Regions from separate parts of the Eptesicus fuscus genome. Here region 1 is linked to region 2. Evidence: chromatin contacts called from public Hi-C data. All regions are on one chromosome and are shown on one strand. Each heading gives the region's core, a stretch centred on a gene start, on an enhancer-like site or on the middle of the called end of the contact. The rest is flanking DNA. Distances are from core to core; before and after follow the strand shown. Region 1 holds the start of GTF3A (general transcription factor IIIA). Region 2 holds the start of URAD (ureidoimidazoline (2-oxo-4-hydroxy-4-carboxy-5-) decarboxylase).

Region 1 (3,171 bases), core at 108-2,607, 610 kb before region 2:
CTAAGACATAACAACCTGACTCCCTGTCAAAGCACCGACCTCACTAACCTGTGAGCTCCCCGAGGCCAAGGACTGCCCTTATTTTGTTCACTATTGTACCCCCAGTGCAGAGCACAATAGCAGGTGCTGAAGACACACTGGTTAGATATGTGAATTAATGGCCAGGGCTGGGAGAGAAGGAGAGCACTTTAAGAAGCACCGAGGCCTGTCACCTGTCACCTTTCTGCTCACCCTGCACGCCCCCTCGGTGGAGGCGGGCACAGTAAAGGAGCCGGTGGAAATGAAGAGGTGCCCCCTACAGCCTGGAAGACGGCTTCAACACACCCCATGGGCGTCAGCCACTTCCACAGCCACAGGGATGGCACCTGTGTCCTTGACAGCGTTGCGTCTTTGGGTTTCTTCCACGGCTGCACTTTTGAGGGTCTTCAAGGCTTTGAGGAAAGCATCAATGGCCTCATTTCCTCCTCCCCAAGTCAGAGAGGAGGGCACGGCCAACACCACGCCATAGTTGGTCATGAGGACACGGGGTCCCAGAGCCAACTGGAAAAGAATGTGGTGGAGGGGAAGGCACCTAGACCATGCTTTGGAAATGCCCAGGGTTACTGTTCTGAAGGTCTTAGAGTAAGGCCTAGTTGGTATGGCCTGAACAAACCCAGGTCTAGCATAACTAGCTCTGACTCGTCTACCATCCACCCATACTTGGAGGTAGACTCTATCATCCTCGCTTTGCTGACGAGGAAATGGAGGCGGAGAGGCCGGGTGGCTTGCTCTAGGCCACAAGGCTGTGCCTGACTCAGAGCCCATGCTGTTCCCCCGCCGGCTGCCTCTCAGTCATGCTGGTGCACCTGTCTGGGTTCCACTTGACCTTGTGGCCCCAAAAGAAGACTTGGTGTGAGGGAGACGTGGGAAGAGGAACAGCCGCCCACGAGAAGGAGCACTCGCCTCGCCAGGGGTGGGATGAGTTCTGACAAAGCAGACACGCGGGTGGCCCGGCACTGGGTGAAGTCTTGGTCAGAGGGGAGAATTTTGCAGCCAGGAAGGCAGGACAGGCGCCCCTGTCACAGGCCAAGGACGGTGTGTGCCTGGCTCCTCCCCTGCACGGAAACAAGGAGCGAAGGAATGATTTGAGTAAGAAGCACATGGCTTCAATTATTACAAGCAGAAGCGATAAAATAGACACTCAGCTGAGTTATCAAGAGACAAAGAGGCAAAAACCCAATTTAGGAGATGACGCCAAACGGAATAAACGTGAAGTAATCGGAAGGCTGAGTATGAGCCATCATACAGGGAAACCGTAACTTACCTTGGTTAAAAAATGAACGGAAGGTAAACAGAGGCTGCTTACTGGCCGGGGAGATGGAATGGTTTCCCAGCGGTGTCTTCAGTCAGGGACTGTGGCTTCAGCGTCACGCATTCAGTATTTACCGAGAGCCCTTGGCGCTGCGTGTCCCGGTGCTCGAGCGCCAGTGGCCTGCGGTGCGTGCCTTAGACCCCGGCGCCGCTGGGCTGGCTGACAGCCAGTCTTGCCTCCAGGGAGGCTTAGAAGGAGGCGTGGGCAAGGCATCTCCAACAGGAAGATGTGAATGTGGGAGGCAGGGCCCCAACCGTTTGAGGACAGTGTCACAAAGGTGTCCCGTGGCCCCGTGGGACCCCGGGGTGAACGGAGGAAAGCGCCAACGCCATGAGAGCTTCCCAAACACGGGGGTTTGTGCGGCCGGGATCCCGGAGACCGCAGTGCAGATCCGCCTAAAAGCCCACGGTGCTCCACGTCCGAGGGCGTGTTCTGGGTTGAGGGGGGGGGGGGGGGTTTGTGATGCACAGTTCTCTTCACTCCTCAGTCTGCAGCCTCCGAGAGAGCTAGCTGTGCGCCGGGGCAGGGCTGGAAAGCTGGTTCCCAGGGAGAAGCGCCGTCTGGAGTGCTTTACGCACACGGTCTCTGCGGGCGTTCAGTACCTTAGTCTCACAGGGGACAATGCCGGGGCCAAGCATCGCACCTCTTTCCCCCTCCCCTCCTGCAAGCCTCCCGTTAGGAGCGGGAAGGGCTGATTTCCAGGCTCCCGATCCTCCTCCCTCCTTGTCCTGGGGAGAAACTGGCGAAGTGACCGGGCGCTGGGGCTGTGGAGGGAGGAGGGGCACCACAGGACACAAGACAGCGTGAAAAGGAAATAAAAGTTTCATGTTCTTTGAAAAGAAAAGGCAAAAGCCTGTTTCAGAAGCTTCCTTTCCCTCCAGGAAAAGGAGTGAAGGGTTCCTGACTCCATTCCTGCCGCGTTGGGACCCAGCCCCACTTTTTGAGTCTACAGCGCCCCCTGGTGGCATCACTCACACCCAGTCATTCGCGTTGCCGCAGCCCACATGACCACTAGGTGCTCTCTTTAACCGGAATCTGACCATAATTCTAAACTAAACACAGTATCTAATGCACTCCCGCCATAGTAAACCACTCCCCACCCTGGCAAAATTATGCTCATTTCTGTCCTAATAAAACTTTCATCTTGAACAAAGCATTCTCTTCTGAGGGGGAAGTTCCGTTACAACAAAGTGAATTCGAGACACACGCTCTCCTGTCTGGTAGGGAAGTGCCTATTTCTCAATCGAAAAAAGTCGTCCTCCAGGCTGACACCTGCACAAGCAGCCGGCTGCTCTCAACGCACCCTGCCTCCTGCTGTTCCCGATCCAGGGCCAGCCTGCTCTCCCTCCACGTCCTGCCTTTGGTCTGCCTCCCGCCAGGCCCTCCCCAGAATAGTCTCCCCCTTGCTGGCTGGCTCCCCATAGTCCCTGCAAGCTGCACCTAAACGCCACCAATCTAAGGGCAGCCTCCCCACAGAGTCCTCTCCATGATGAAATCACCACGACACACGTTTCATCCTCCTTATGACAGACAGACTCGTCAGAGAGTATCTTTGTCCACTCGTTTGTTGTCTGCCTCTTTCCAACCACAATGTCAGCATCAGTTACAACGCACATTGACAGGACTGCTGTATGGGCGGCACAGGGTGCCTGAGCCGTGGAGGCACGCATGACCGTTTGTTGAATGAATCAGTTAGTCTTACCTTTTAAAAGGGGCTCCTTCCTCTGCCAGCTCAGCAGCCCACCTGGCCTGTGCTGGACCAAGGGAATGAGAGGAGAGACAAGGGTGCGTGTGCTCTTCTTTCAACAGCGAGTTTGCAG
Region 2 (3,210 bases), core at 611-3,110:
TTTTTATTGCATTGTCTAAGCTCCTGGTACAGAGCAAACTCCAAACAAATGTTGAATAACTGTTGAAGCCAATGAATAATAGATTGCAATTATTTATGCTATCATAGCTTTCTCTCTCAATACATTCATTCCCCAGCCCTACCACCTCTGTATTGAGACAGGTGATGGGATTTGCCTCTCCCTTTTTCTTTTTCCTTTCCTGATAGAAAAAATATGTCATTCCTAAGGCAATCACACCCTTTAAAAATCATTTCCCCTCTGGCTTAGAAGACTTGCATTTGGCCTCGTCCATTTTCCTGCCAGATGTTTTGAACATGGGCTCCCAAGGCCCCTTGCTTTTTCCAGCTTGCTCTGCAGGCTCTGGGCTGGCTGTTCCTGGGGTCCATCAGCCAGAAGGCTCCAGTGTCCATCAGCTCCCCTGAGGCCTGAGCCCAGTGGTGGAGGGGAGAGCTCAGCTTTGGAGAGGCCCTGAGAAATGGGTGTCAACCTGGCCCCAACATTTCTGTCAGTTTGATTTTGTAACACTGTCCTCCACTCTTTCTGGACGTGCTTAAACTGAATTAAAATGAGTTTCTTACTTGGGAGCTGTTCATCTGACAATGAGAAATTACTACACAGATGTCAAAGCCCAGGGACTCACCCTGACTACTCTGTGTGTTGGCCTCATCATGGAAGAGAGGAGAGCATGAATTCTGCCTCCCGGCCCAGATCTCTGTGGAAGGGCCCCTGTGAAGGCAGCCCGTGCCCCCCTCCCCTCCCTTCAGCTCCTGGGCACGAAGTTTTATCTGGTAAAGTGAATGATTGGAGGCCTTGGGGCCAAAACTATCTCCACCTATTCTCAAACTTTAACTGGGTAAGAACCGGCTCGCTGGCATGGAGCCCTGTGTGGAATGCGAGTGGCCTAGGGGGCCCCTTTTGGTAGGCAGACCTGGCGCTGGGGATGACCTGAACGCCCAGTTAAGGCAACCCGATGCTTATGCTCATCAGACCCCAAAAAGGTGTTGGCCTCTCTGAAGAGTATCAAGACGGCCCCCTTGGCTTCTAAATCCGTCACTTGGGGTTTGCCTAAACCTTAGCATTTAATCCTACACCCTGAAGTGCCTCCTTTCTCTCCCTACCCAGTGGAAATCAACAATTTCTTTCCCTTTCTCCAGAGGAATTCATTCAGATTTTTGTCTTTTCTCCTTTACTTCCCTCCGGGAGAAGCTGATCTGAATGAGTTTACTTTCCTCAGCAATCCAGTCCAAACTGGCCCTTTCTGATAAAAATGTCAGCCATTTGCTCTTTCCCCTGAGCTCCTGAGATATTCTGATATCGACCTGTCTTCTCTCCTGCATTCAGGACATTCCCAGAGGGAGCACATTCAGCTGAAAGAGGGTAGGCCCGCAGCCTGACCTTCAGCCTCCGAGCCTCTGTGAGGCCCATCCTCTTCCTCATGACCTCAGAACTTTAATATTTAACAGCCACTTTACCTGAGCCAACATACATTCTTTCATCTGACTTTTGGCCTAACACCTTGCAAGTGTTTGACTCCCATTTACTAATTTTAAGGAAACTTAGTGACCCTTACAACAAAACTGGCTAAATAAATATATCAATTATAACCAACTAAACAGATCTAACCATGTTTTGATAAGAACAGTTGAAACCCCTTGTGGAGAATCCCCCGGTCTATGAAGCCTTACCTGACTGTGGCAGTGCATCAATAAAGGCAGAAAAGTGCTTTTCTAAATCTTCCAAGTCAGAGAATGGGCGCTGGGACCAAACAGCAGCTGCAATCAGAGGACATCTCTCAATGACATTCCCAAACACATCCACAAACTCTCCGAAGTCCATGGAGTTGACCTTCTCCATGTCCATCGCTGCAGGCAGCGGGACGTTGGCTCCCCTCTCGCGGAGTGGGTGATAGTGACTCTGCTCACGAGGTTGTACTTGCTGAATACACAAGCTTGTTTTTCATGCGACACCAGGTTGGCTTGTTTTCAGTGCTCGGGAGAAGCAGATCCAGAGGACTTGTGTAATGAGCAAACATAGGCCGAGGGTTCTAATCCAGGGAGTGAAGATCTCTGTGTGGCAAACATTTTCAAACTGCTCCCACCGTCAAAGGCAGGAGGGGCCATATTTCAGCATTTAAGCCACATACAGTTTTGGTGTCATTAACAGTTTAATGTCAACATTATCCCACGGAAGTTTTCCCTGAGAACCTCGAAGACAGGTCACAAGTCAACCCCCTGGGAATTTGATTTCCCACCTATTGTTGCTGTTGTGGCGGACAGGTAGTATATTTTGCTCTTTCTCTGTATCTCAAATGCTTAACGCAATAGGTATGTAGTACATGCTCATTAGACAGGGGACCTAGAACCGTGCCTGCGGTGGGCTGTCAATAAATCCCGGAGGGTGACTCAGTTGACCAAATAACCACATAGATTCATTTTCACCCTCATATCTTTCACAGATGCTGAAAACAAAAATACTGTGGGAAACAAAGTCCAAGAAAAGGAGAGGTCAGATTTTAAAAATAAAGATATTGCAATTTCCTGTTAGAATTAAAATGCAGCCTAGCCAGTTTGGCTCAGTGGTTGGAGCATCGGCCCGCAGACTGAAGGGTCACAGGTTCCATTCCGAACAAGGGCATGTACCTTGGTTGCAGGCTCAGTCCCGCTACACATTTGCTGCCATCTGAGTCAAGTTCAAAGAGAGAGCAACCATGTTAACAATAAATCACATTTGTCCCTGTGGTCTGTAAGGTGCAGGTGACAGTAGTACCCTGCCTCTACTGTGGCCTGTGACAATCTGTCAGCAGTTACAGATGTTGTCCTAACTCTGCAGATGTGCCCCAGGCCAGGACTCACCCTGACTACCTGGGCCAAAGTCATGACTGAAGAATGGACAGAGACCTCATCCCTTGAAAAGAAACTGATGAAATTTGTTTTGCAAAGGGGAAAATTTGGTGCCCAAAGTACCACATTTACCGATCTTGTCTTCAATATGAAGGAAGCTATAGAATATTAGCACTACCTGTCACCATCCTATGCATCCTCAGAGTGCCTGCTGCTGCCAGCCTGTGGCTAGGGTGGAGAGCATGGACCCAGGAGAGTTCTGATCTGCTCTGCCCCCACCATCTGACAGTTGGCAAGTCATTGAACTTTTCTGTATCTCAGTTTCTTTGTCTGTAAAATAAAGATCATCATAGTATTTACCTAATAGAAT

What was found. Hi-C and Micro-C count contacts between places; a contact is called where the count stands out from the background.
Region 1: a Hi-C map of liver shows a contact between it and region 2, with 10 times the contacts expected there. The contact joins the promoter of GTF3A here to the promoter of URAD in region 2. A contact is called at or near these places in 2 of 2 Hi-C or Micro-C datasets (liver and muscle).

Annotation. Positions count from the first base shown.
Region 1 is chr7:11,502,335-11,505,505 of DD_ASM_mEF_20220401, reverse strand. It overlaps GTF3A (general transcription factor IIIA), which reads left to right and starts at 1,357. Exons shown (of 10, transcript XM_008153391.3): 1 at 1,357-1,759. The coding sequence starts at 1,357.
Region 2 is chr7:10,891,589-10,894,798 of DD_ASM_mEF_20220401, reverse strand. URAD (ureidoimidazoline (2-oxo-4-hydroxy-4-carboxy-5-) decarboxylase) reads right to left here and starts at 1,860. Exons shown (of 2, transcript XM_054719705.1): 1 at 1,686-1,860. The coding sequence starts at 1,860.